2 separate regions of the Bombyx mori genome follow, and region 2 is linked to region 1. Evidence: chromatin contacts called from public Hi-C data. All regions are on one chromosome and are shown on one strand. Each heading gives the region's core, a stretch centred on a gene start, on an enhancer-like site or on the middle of the called end of the contact. The rest is flanking DNA. Distances are from core to core; before and after follow the strand shown. Region 1 overlaps LOC101743528 (dynein regulatory complex subunit 7). Region 2 holds the start of LOC101743302 (protein distal antenna).

The links. A called contact is a pair of places that touch in the nucleus more often than the background predicts.
Region 2: a Hi-C map of posterior silk gland shows a contact between it and region 1, with 1.6 times the contacts expected there. The contact joins the promoter of LOC101743302 here to the enhancer-like site in region 1.

What each region holds. Positions count from the first base shown.
Region 1 is chr25:3,670,605-3,676,065 of ASM3026992v2, forward strand. The region is part of intron 2 of LOC101743528 (dynein regulatory complex subunit 7); the gene reads right to left. Among protein-coding and RNA genes, the nearest start is that of LOC134201449, 53 kb to the left of the region's middle. Within about 2 kb of position 2,852, at least 7 of the 8 cell types and tissues checked have open chromatin away from gene starts, as enhancers often do.
Region 2 is chr25:3,762,622-3,768,082 of ASM3026992v2, forward strand. LOC101743302 (protein distal antenna) reads left to right here and starts at 2,422. Exons shown (of 2, transcript XM_004923305.5): 1 at 2,422-2,704; 2 at 5,103-5,461. The coding sequence starts at 5,119. All of the region lies in intron 2 of LOC101743528 (dynein regulatory complex subunit 7), which reads right to left.

The sequences.
Region 1 (5,461 bases), core at 1,602-4,101:
AACGTTCCAAAGAGATTACAGTAACATAACTAATCATCAATAAGATAATCATCTAGTACACAAAGAATACGATAGATGGCGTTGTGTGTAGTAAGTACAAAATTACGAAAGCGTATGTCATGTAGTTAAATTTTATTTGTACAAACATTCACATTGAGACGTGACCACAGTAAATCGAATAAATCGATATCGTTACTTGAATTTTTTCAATTATAGTTTGCACATATTAACCAGTCTGCCTATTTCTGCTGCAAAACAGTCTTGCGAAACCGGCCTAGACGCAAAACAACGAAGATCTTCACACTTTTCTAAATTTTTTTAATGCTTAGATGGATGGATGAGCTCACAGCCCACCTAGTGTTAAGTGGTTACTGGAGCCCATAGACATCCGCAACGTAAATGCGCCAGCCACCTTGAGATATAAGCTCTAAGTTCTCAATATAGTTACAACGGCTACCCGACCCTTCAAACCGAAACGCATCACTGCTTCACGGCAGAAATAGGTGGTGGTACCTACCCGTGCGGACTCACAAGTAAGACTTTAGACGAAAATAATGAAATCGCTCAACATGTTAATAACGTTCTCTGAAAGTTTTAACATTACCGATGCTGCTTTCATGCAATTACAAGTACCTATGTACGTATTACGAAGCGAACGATCATTCTTATCGGTAAAAAACAACACGCGACCTGAGGCGATGACGCTTGTGGAAACAGGAGCGCGGGTTGGCGACCGTCATAGGTAACGTGACACCTAGGGTTGTCACTTGTCAGAGACCAGTCTAATTAATAAACAATTTGTTTGATCTTCGTTGTTGAATGTAGCCATTGTGAGCCGTGAGGTCGAACCCTGTTCCAACAGGCCTGCTTTGCTTAAGTACTGCTACAAATGAATATATTTTTTTAATGAAGTATAATGTAATATCCCTAAAATGTATATCTACATATTTATTAAAGTCTCAGCAAAAAAAAAAATTCTATTCGAAATGGCCATCTTTGGCTTTTATACAGGCCTTTAATCTGTTTGGCCACGATTCTATAGATTTAAGCACTGCTTCCAAGGGAAATTTCGCCACTGCTTGCTCCAAAGATTTTTTAAGGGACTCAATGTCGCCGTGTCGCTTATGCCTTGTTCGGACTAGGCGAGTATTTTAGTCGAGTACGAGTAATTTAGTAGCTAAATGTGTCTGAGCACCACAAATTTAGTCGAGTAGGTTAGTAAATAATTTAGTCAAGTCAATCCATTTTGCTCTATTTTTTCGGGCGAGTAGTGAGTAGTTTAGCCACTAAATAACTCGGTACTCGACTAAAATACTCGCCTAGTCCGAACAAGGCTTTAGAGCAGGGCATGGCTTTAATTGTAAAGATTGATTTAGGGCATGTCCTGTATAGCGACGATAAACACCGAGCTTCAGGTCTTGTTTTATAATACGGGACAGAGTCCTAGCGGGAATCTTCATATCTCGCGATAAGATCTTTTGCTTCCTAACGGGGTAGGCTGGTGGAGCTATCGTTGCCTGTACTAATTGGACGTCCTATCAAGAAATTAGCTATCGGAGGACGACAGTGACGAAATCAATTATTAATATTTATGTAAGCACAAGTATATAGGGTGTAGGGAAAAGGAAGGACGGTGCTTTCGGAAATTTCGGTAGGCAGCGGCTTGGTCGGTAGGCCGCGTCTTGGCTCTGCCCCTGGCATTGCTGAAATCCATGGGCGAAGGTAACCACTCGCCCTCAGGTATGCTCGTCTAAAAACTTGAATAAAAAGTAGGCGACTTTTATTTATTTATTGTTTAGATGGGTGGACGAGCTCACAGCCCACCTGGTGTTAAGTGGTTACTGGAGCACATAGACATCCACAACGTAAATGCGCCACCCACCTTGAGATATAAATTCTAAGGTCTCAGTATAGTTACAACGGCTGCCCCACCCTTCAAACCGAAACACATTACTGCTTCACGGCAGAAATAGGGGGGAATACTAATAGTTGTTGCATTGAACAATTTTCATGCAATTTATCACGATTATAAATTATGATATGGACAATTTAAAGATTGGAGAGAGTGCAGGGCGTGTTAGCAGCGCGTTACATTGCTGTTTCAATAAAAGTCCGATAAATTAACAATTATTTTTGTTCAGCTGAGCAAATGAATATTATTATTTGATAATCTATATATTAATACGTGAAGCAAAAACTTTGTATCCCTTTTTACGAAAATTGCGCGGACGGAGGAGTATCAAATTTTCCACACTTATAGAGAATATAGAGAAGAAGTGCACAATGCTAATATTTTTTTTAAATAATGCATAAAAGATACATTAAATCAATAAAGAAAACATTACACACACTACATAGGTACCATGTATTTGACACACACACGCATGCATACTATTTATTGTCAAACTTTTGTTCTGAACGTATGTGGTCAAATTGAGAATAGATTAAATATTGTTTGTCTTTCTTAATATTTTTTTATAATGTAGCCTTGGCGAAATTTGTGATTATAGAAGTATAAAATACAATCATAATAGTGTACAAACTTACAATTCCAATTAATTATAGTCGAATTTCGACTACTGCGGGACCTCTAGTTTCTTTAAATACGTTTCGCCTTTGCTCTTGATCTCTACGTCTTGTAGAATACGTACATGTTTCATTGTGTTTCTTATGTATTCGAAGATCAGTTATAAAGTAGGAGCCCTAGATGTGAGCGGCGGGTGTGGGGCGGGTGCGAGGCGCGGGTGCGAGGCGCGGGGGCGGAGGGGCCGCCCTTGCGCGAAGGTGAGTCGACAATTAACGAGGCGCGGTCATTCCTCCGCGAGGCGGCTGGCGCGGTGTCAACGATTCCGATCATCCTGGAGCGATGGCGAGCGACCGGACGCGGCGCCCGCGACCCACACAACCCATGAAACGAACAGAAGGCATAGACGAGGCTTTATTAAAGATAAAACCTAATCAAGATAATAATATTTTATTTTTATTGAAGTCTGCCTGATGAATAACCTTTACTGTTGTTGCTGTGGTACTCATAAGTATTAAGACAATATAGTACGACCGAATTCACAATATGATGTTGCTCTCTGTTCTCATCGATGAGCTGTCTATTAACCTTTAATAAAGGAACGTCGTGCTGATGTTTTTCCAAAGCCACTGAAAAATGCCGGCCATTCAGGTAAATATTTGTTAAATTTATCTGAAGCGTTCCCGAATTAACACTTTACGATATGATGTACGCCATAAAAAAAGTTACGGTAGGAAGCAGCTTAGCATTGCTGACGTTCATAGGCAACGGTAACCACTCACTACCAGGTGGGTTGTATGTTCTTCTGCCTATAAGGCCCCTATGAGGAGGCAGTCTCCTCCCGGTGATGGTCAAGGGGCGACCTCAGGGAGTTGAGGCTGCGCCGCACGCTACCGTCAGTCTAGCGCGCTGGCACCAGGAGGACGGGACGACGCGACGGCGGCTGCGGACTGCGATGCGGTCCGCATTTTCATCGTCGCTGTCGTCGCCGAACATACTGTGGAAGAGCAACCCGGTCGGCGATGTATCGCGTTCCGAACCGGCAGGCTGATTCTGGCCCAGCGGGGTATCCCGGAACACCAGTGGCATCGCCTGGGCGGCCTGGTAGGGCTGCCGTACCGCGGAGACCGACGTCGTTGGTCGTCGACTATCGCCTCGACGACCCGTCAGTCGGGTGTCCTCGGGGTGGCGCCGCGTGTCTGGTTGTAGTGTTGACCGCGGGAACCCCCCTACTCTGACCGGGTTCTGACCCCGGACGGAGATCGGACGTCGGGTGTAAGAGTGCAGGGGAGTCGTTTAGTGGGTGGGCCCTAAAATCCTTGGGCCCGCGATCTGCTCTCAACACCTGCAGATCGTTGAGTCTCACATACCCCGCGCGCCCCTTATGCGCGGAGAACTCGTAAGAGGTTCGGGCCCGGCCCGAAAAAAAAAAAAAAAGGAAGCAGCTTAGCATTGTTGACGTTCATAGGCAACGGTAACCACTCACCATCAGGTGGGTTGTATGTTCTTCTGCCTATAAGGGCAATAAAAAAAATGAAATCGCTAAAAATAATATAGTATTTTCTTCAGTCTTTGCGAATCGCAGACGCATTACATAAAATTGGAATTTCTGAGCATCGAACGCTCTGTATTCGTTTATTGCTTGTGTACAAAACATCGCGTACACAACTCGCGAACTCGGAGCTCACTCGCTTCACAACGAACAATCACAAAATGATATGGCTTCACTTCGGAACCTACACGTTTGTCGGCTGATGACGTCAATTTCTCATTAAGAGAAAAAAAACATAAAGGTGGATGTAACTAAAAACATTAGCTAACAATGTACATGTGTTTATGTTAATAATTGTAAGTATGATCTAAATTAAAATAGTAAACACTGCTACGTGGATAATTATCTTTATCTATCTATATATATAAAAATGAATTGCTGTTCGTTAGTCTCGCTAAAACTCGAGAATGGCTGGACTGATTTTGGTCTTGAATTATTTGTGGAAGTCCAGAGAAGGTTTAAAACGTAGATAAATATGAAAATGCTCGGAATTAAATAAAAATAACAATTTTGTTTTTCCTTTGATGTGTCCCCCGTCGGACGGGTTCCTTTTGTTTGTTTTAAGTTTATTTCATACAAAAGTTTAGGTCTTTTATTTATCGATTAAGGCACTACGAAGTCTGCCGGGTCAGCTATTTTATTATAAAAATTACGTTGAAATACTTTGATAAACAAACACATGGGGAAGCGTGTTAAAAACGTCGGTGCAAAAGTAATTCTACTATGACTGACTAACCCATTGAATTTCTCGCCGGATCTTCTAAATGGGTCGCGATTCCGATCCGATGATAGATTCAGCGAAGCACTGCTCTTGCTAGGGCTAGTGTTAGCAAATTCTCTCAGGCTGAGCCAATGAGCTCACCTACTCGTCCGGGTGTTGCTGGAATAGCCTCTTAGGCTACCAGGGAATAGTTGGGTGGCGGAATTACGTAGTTGATGTCTATGAGCTCAGGTAACGACTTAACACCAGGTGGGCGATCAGCTTGTCCACTCATCTAAGCAATTCCAATTTCATTACAAAAATTGGTACCTGTCTGCGGTATTAGAACACCGATTGTATTGTGTAACCATTCAGGTATGTAAACAGCCTTATTTAAAGTGCTTCTTCAGAACTACTGTCTTGTAACTAATTATACCTTTTTACACAATAAACCGGACCTTCAAGCTAAATGGACGTATTATTACAACTCTTCTAATTTATCGTGACCAAACCCCACCACATGGCGACCATGCCAGGATAGTTACTTTATAGCTACATAGGATATTTATTGATTTTGGACATAGCATTGGCATCAAGATTCTCGTGATTTTTGGGATAACGATACGGATTTGCATCACTCGATACGAATGCACCGGGCGTCTAAAGCCGCTTTCAGACTACGCTA
Region 2 (5,461 bases), core at 1,172-3,671, 92 kb after region 1:
TTTTTCATTCGACCTTTCAATAGACCAATCGAAATTTTCAAATTTTTCGTTCGAAAATTTCGTCCAAACTATGCTAAAAAAAATGCATTCGATTCAACTTTACAATAATTAAAGGCTGGCAACTGTAACGTATTTTAATAATGTCAACCTATTCAACGGTAACACAACGAAACAATCATCTTCTCACCCTTATCCCACATTGTGTGGGGTCGTCGCAGCATATCCTCTTTATCCATTCAGGCCTATCATACGTCATCTCTGCACTCACGCCCTTCTCTCGCGTATCCTCTTACACACGGTCCGTCCAAATCTTTTTAAGATGCCCCCTGCTCGCATTAGCGTCTTCTTCACACCCGGCATTAACAAAACGAAACAATAAATGAGATAATAAAATAGAAGAATTCATATGTCTAACCCATACATCGACCCGCTGAGTTTCTCGCCGGATCTTCTCAGCGGGTCGCGATTCCGATCCGATAGTAGATTCATGCGCGAAGCAGTTGTTCCTGAGTAGTTAGGTCTCCTTTGGAGGCGCTCAGGCAGCTGTTAGCAAATCCCATGTCTCCTAGGTGAGCCCTGTATTCGTCCAAATGTCATGGTAAAAATGGAAAGGCTTACAGGTCACCAGAACTGCCTCCCTTATCCCAAAAACATTTTTTTATATATCGTACCTACTTTCATCGATTTTCGCGGGTCCAAAACATAATTGAGCATTGAGATTGCCCGTCGATCTAGATCCATAAAAAGACATTAAACTTAACTGTTTAAAAGGCAAAATAGCACACGTAGCAAAGCTACCGTCGCCCAAAACATGTCATGCCGGATCCTCAGGATCTACTCTCAGTGCTTTTAGGTACCTCAAGCAACGGTCATCGTTCTCGTCGAACCCATCGCTTGCGACGAAGGGCGAGCAAATTAATCCACAAACACAGCCCACTGAGTTTCTTGTCGGATCTTCTCGGTGGGTCGCGTTTCCGATCCGGTGGTAGATTCTGCGAAGCACTGCTCTTGCTAGTTTGAGCCCCGTGAAGCTTACCTACTTGTTAGGATACGCTGGCATAGCTTCTCAAGGCTTAAGGTTAGGTAGAAAAAAAAAAGCACAGGTCATCGTCGAACTCGTCGATTACGATGAAGAGTCAACGTGCGAACTAGCCCATAGACAGAACGCACTGTGTTTCTTACCGAATCTTCTCAGTGGATCGCGATTCCGATCAGGTGGTAAATTCAGTGAAGCATTAATCTTACTAGAGCCCGTGGACCCAGCTACCGATCTGTAAGTAGTTTGAATTGTTCTTTAGGGTACCAACAATTAACTAGGAAAAATGTACCGACCCGCATGGACTCACAAAACCAACCAACTGCTCTTAAGCACAGTAAGCTCATCGCTTTCGACGTCCAGCCCACGGTCAACCGAATCTTAAGTTATTGCTGTCATTCTACAGTCAATGCGCGCGATTTCATTCCGGTAGTTGGTGCATTCGCGAAGCAGCTGCCCTCGAGCTGCTAAGCCTTCTTCGGAGGTTTTCGGACAGCTACATATCTCACTCCTCCCAGCTGAGCCCAAAATTCCCCCACATATCCTAGTGTAACTAGAGAAGCCATTCGGTCCATTCATAATCTTTCCCCCCTAAAAAAAAACGCGCCTACCGTAATCAGTAAAATTCGTACAGTATACTTCGTAAAAGGAATTAAGTCGCATCATTAAGTTCTTGCTTAACATCATCAAAATATGCAAGTCTAGCCGCGCTTTCACCGACCGATACAGGTAACACACAAGTATATACACTTTCATTTCCTTCGACGCGTGCACAAGTGGGATCGTCTGTTAGACCATAGACCAGGCAGACGCATTGTTCGCGGCTAATATATTCACGTTTAGATTAAAACCTCACTTACACACTGTTAAAAACGCATAACGATGGTATTTAGCTAATGCTTATTACGTTATAATACAATAGCATCGGTGTATTTGAGCAAGAGAATAAATGATCCGCGCAACTTGGGTGCTACGCAATGAAAGACAAACATAGCCCGGCGTAGACATCATCTACGATACTCTACGCGGCATATCAAGTTCAATTTTTTATTTAATGTTTTTAAAGATTGTTTGAACTCGTTTTTCGGTACGCGAGCTAGAAACGCCGAGAGTGTAATTACTTGTGAACTAATACGCGCGCGACAGACAGGCGCGAGACGACATTGCGACTCAAAGTTTCGCACTTGGAAAGTTAAAGAAACCTCATAGGTCCGAAACGAACTTTAGCTCTGAGTTCTCGGTCCTGCGACGAAAAAAGTTTAGTCTCGTTTTTGGGTGCGACAGCGAGCGGCAACTCGGCGAGTAATTAAGGTGTATGGGTAATATCGCGCGGGGGCTCGGTGGCGGGGCGCGGGTGCGGGGCGCGCGGGGCGGCCGGACGGACACAAAGGCTGGTCGCGGACGCGGCCGCGGCCCGGCGCCCTTATCACGGCGAGCGCACAGTCGGCTCGCGCGGTCCGCGACGTACGTACCTATCGGTGCATCGCGTTACGCGCGTCTTCGCTCAGTGACTTGTGAACGCATCTGTGAAATCAGTGACACGTGCCGCGCACTGCGCATCCACACTATATTTTTATTGGTTGGGATTCGTCCATTCAACGTACGCTCATAAAAGCGATAACGACTGCCCTGTCAAAAATTGTAAACAAAACACACGCCGGCTCGCAAGTAAGTTTACAAAACTTTTGCTCATTCATGTCCAGCCTGCTCCGATTTCCTGATACAGCAACTTAAATCCTGACAAAGTGTTTGTGTAAAAGAATAATAATAGAAAATCTAAAAGTCCTTTCGTGAATCAAACCTTAACGTATAGTGTAAAACTTTATCGAATTCGATTCTATGTTAATTTCATGTAGGTACCTACATAGATATTTAAATATATAAAAAAATAAGTTAATGACTTGTATAATTATCACTCAGTGTATTCCGTTGAAAATAATCAAATTGGTAAAGCTGTTAAACTAATAATATCAGAAAAATAGTGCAAAGAAAAAATGGCGACTCGTGACATCTGAATGCAATGCAAAGAAATACATACAAGACGCCTAAAATATATATTTTTTTCAAAATTAAAAGTATCTTGTTTTTAAAAACACCTTGATTAGCTTAACCCTTGTTTTACGGAATCTTTTACCGTAATTTTCACCGGCTTCAATTAATGTCCGGATTATTTTGAAAATTTACAAACGCATTGAGGCACGATTGAATACAATATTATATTTTTTTTACTTTGATCTAATATCCGGAATAAGTAGAATAAACAAAATGATTATTCAATTATTCATCTTGATATTAAAGCGCGCTTCTAAATAACAATTATTAATAAAATAAAAAAGAAAACATAACAATATTGACGATATAGCTTCAAACGTTTTAGTGCAAATGATGTCCAAAATTAATGAGTTATTTAAAGTTAAGTTAACTTAAGAATATAATGAAAATAATGCTTCCTTCAAAGCCTTAAGGCAGTCAAGAGTCTTTGATGCAACGTAAACAGAATAAATACATCACGAAAGATACATTGTCATCATGAAAGATATTTGTTTTTTTAAAATTCCCAATCATAAAACTGTACAAAACCTTTTTATACAACTAGAACACTTTAATGTTTAAATTAAAATGTGATTAGAACACATGTAATTCACATCGCATTCGAACACCGTCGAGTTTAAGACAATTTGCGGATTTAATTCAAATGCGTTCAATAACATCAATAACAAGTCATACAAAATATACTCAATTTTATTCATAGTTAACAATAACAATATACGTTTGTTCTTTTATAATGGAAAACGAAAAGTTTAAAGCGTTATTGACGTAATTCCTAGAGAAAATTCCCTTTGCTTTTAATTTTAGTAAAAGATAGCTCCGACTTTTTTTTTATCAAATTACCAAATTATTTTGACACATAATCAGCGGGTTATTAAACGTACTGCCAAGTAATCAAATTTCAAAAGGCAGGGCAAACTTGGTGCTCTCTCTATCTACATAATTATCACAATGTACATTATTTAATTGGTCATGGGCCACGAAGTGACGGCCCATTTCGATATTATTCTGTAGCGGGAGCCAAATACGTGGAGCCTAAGCTGAACAAGTGACATTGACCAAAGTGACGTTCAAATGGAAACTAAAAACATTGCTTGGCGGGGAAATTATTCAGATCGCCTATGCAACCTAACGCACAAACTCAACCCATTAAGTTTCTCGCCGGATCTTCTCAGTGGGTCGCGATTCCGTTCCATCGATTCAGCGAAGCGATGCTCTTGCTAGGACTAGTATCAGCAAATTCTCTCCGGTTAAGGCCGCGAGCTCACTCACTCATTCCGAATGTAGCTGGAATAACCCCTTAGGCTAGCAAAAAAAAAGCTAAACTCATGCCCATCCTTGCAGCCTAGCAATATACCATCAATACTTAGGCAACCGCTGAGTCAAGAATATGAAGTTAACTTAGAAAACAATTGAAGATAATTCTGCTACAGACGGACGATAGAGAAACAGAAATAACATATCAAAAGTACATGATCTAATATCCCAAGATCTACTATTATAGATAAGTTATACAAGGAACCACAAATTTGAAAAGTTCACGTGTACATAAACAAACAATGAAATAAATAAACAAAACTAATAAACAAAAAACGACAAACAAAAATTCGCGTATAATTCATTCGTGTTTAATACGTGTGGCGCCATCTAGCGGTGACCGAGTGAACGGGCCGAGACCGCTCGCAAGGTCACCGTGTCAACGACCCGACAACTTTTGCCGCCTACTGTTGTCGTAGGTCATAATTTTATTTCTTTTTGTTTATCTTTTTCGTAACTTTACAACTTGCCACGTTTATACAGTTTTTTATGGGCTTCCTGTAAACGAAATTATTACGGTCGTGCTCGCAATGAGTTTTAATGTGTCTTTAACGCGTTTTATGAATTGTATCATTCATTATACATTCGTTGGAGTGTTGAAAAAATTACTGCTTTGAAAATTTCGACTGTGATAATTATTTATATAAAGCGACGTGTATGATTTATTCTATTAGTAATCGGTTCTTTTTTTTTGTTACAGTAAGCGAGTGGCCATTATGGCAACAAAGGGTAAGCGACCTATGCGCGCTCTGACGCCCGGCGACAAAATCGAGGCCATACAACGGGTCAACGACGGAGAGTCCAAGGCATCGGTCGCACGAGACATAGGCGTGCCAGAGTCCACTCTGCGCGGCTGGTGCAAGAACGAGGACAAACTGCGCTACATGACGTCACGATTATCGTCACCCGACACGGACAAGAGCAATGACGGCGAGCCTCTAGAGAAACGTGCACGCACCGTGTCCCCGGCCGCGCCCTCACCCCCCGCGCCCTCCGGCCTCGACCTGACCGCCGCGTCTATACCCACCTCCACCGCCACACAACTACCGCCGGCACCGG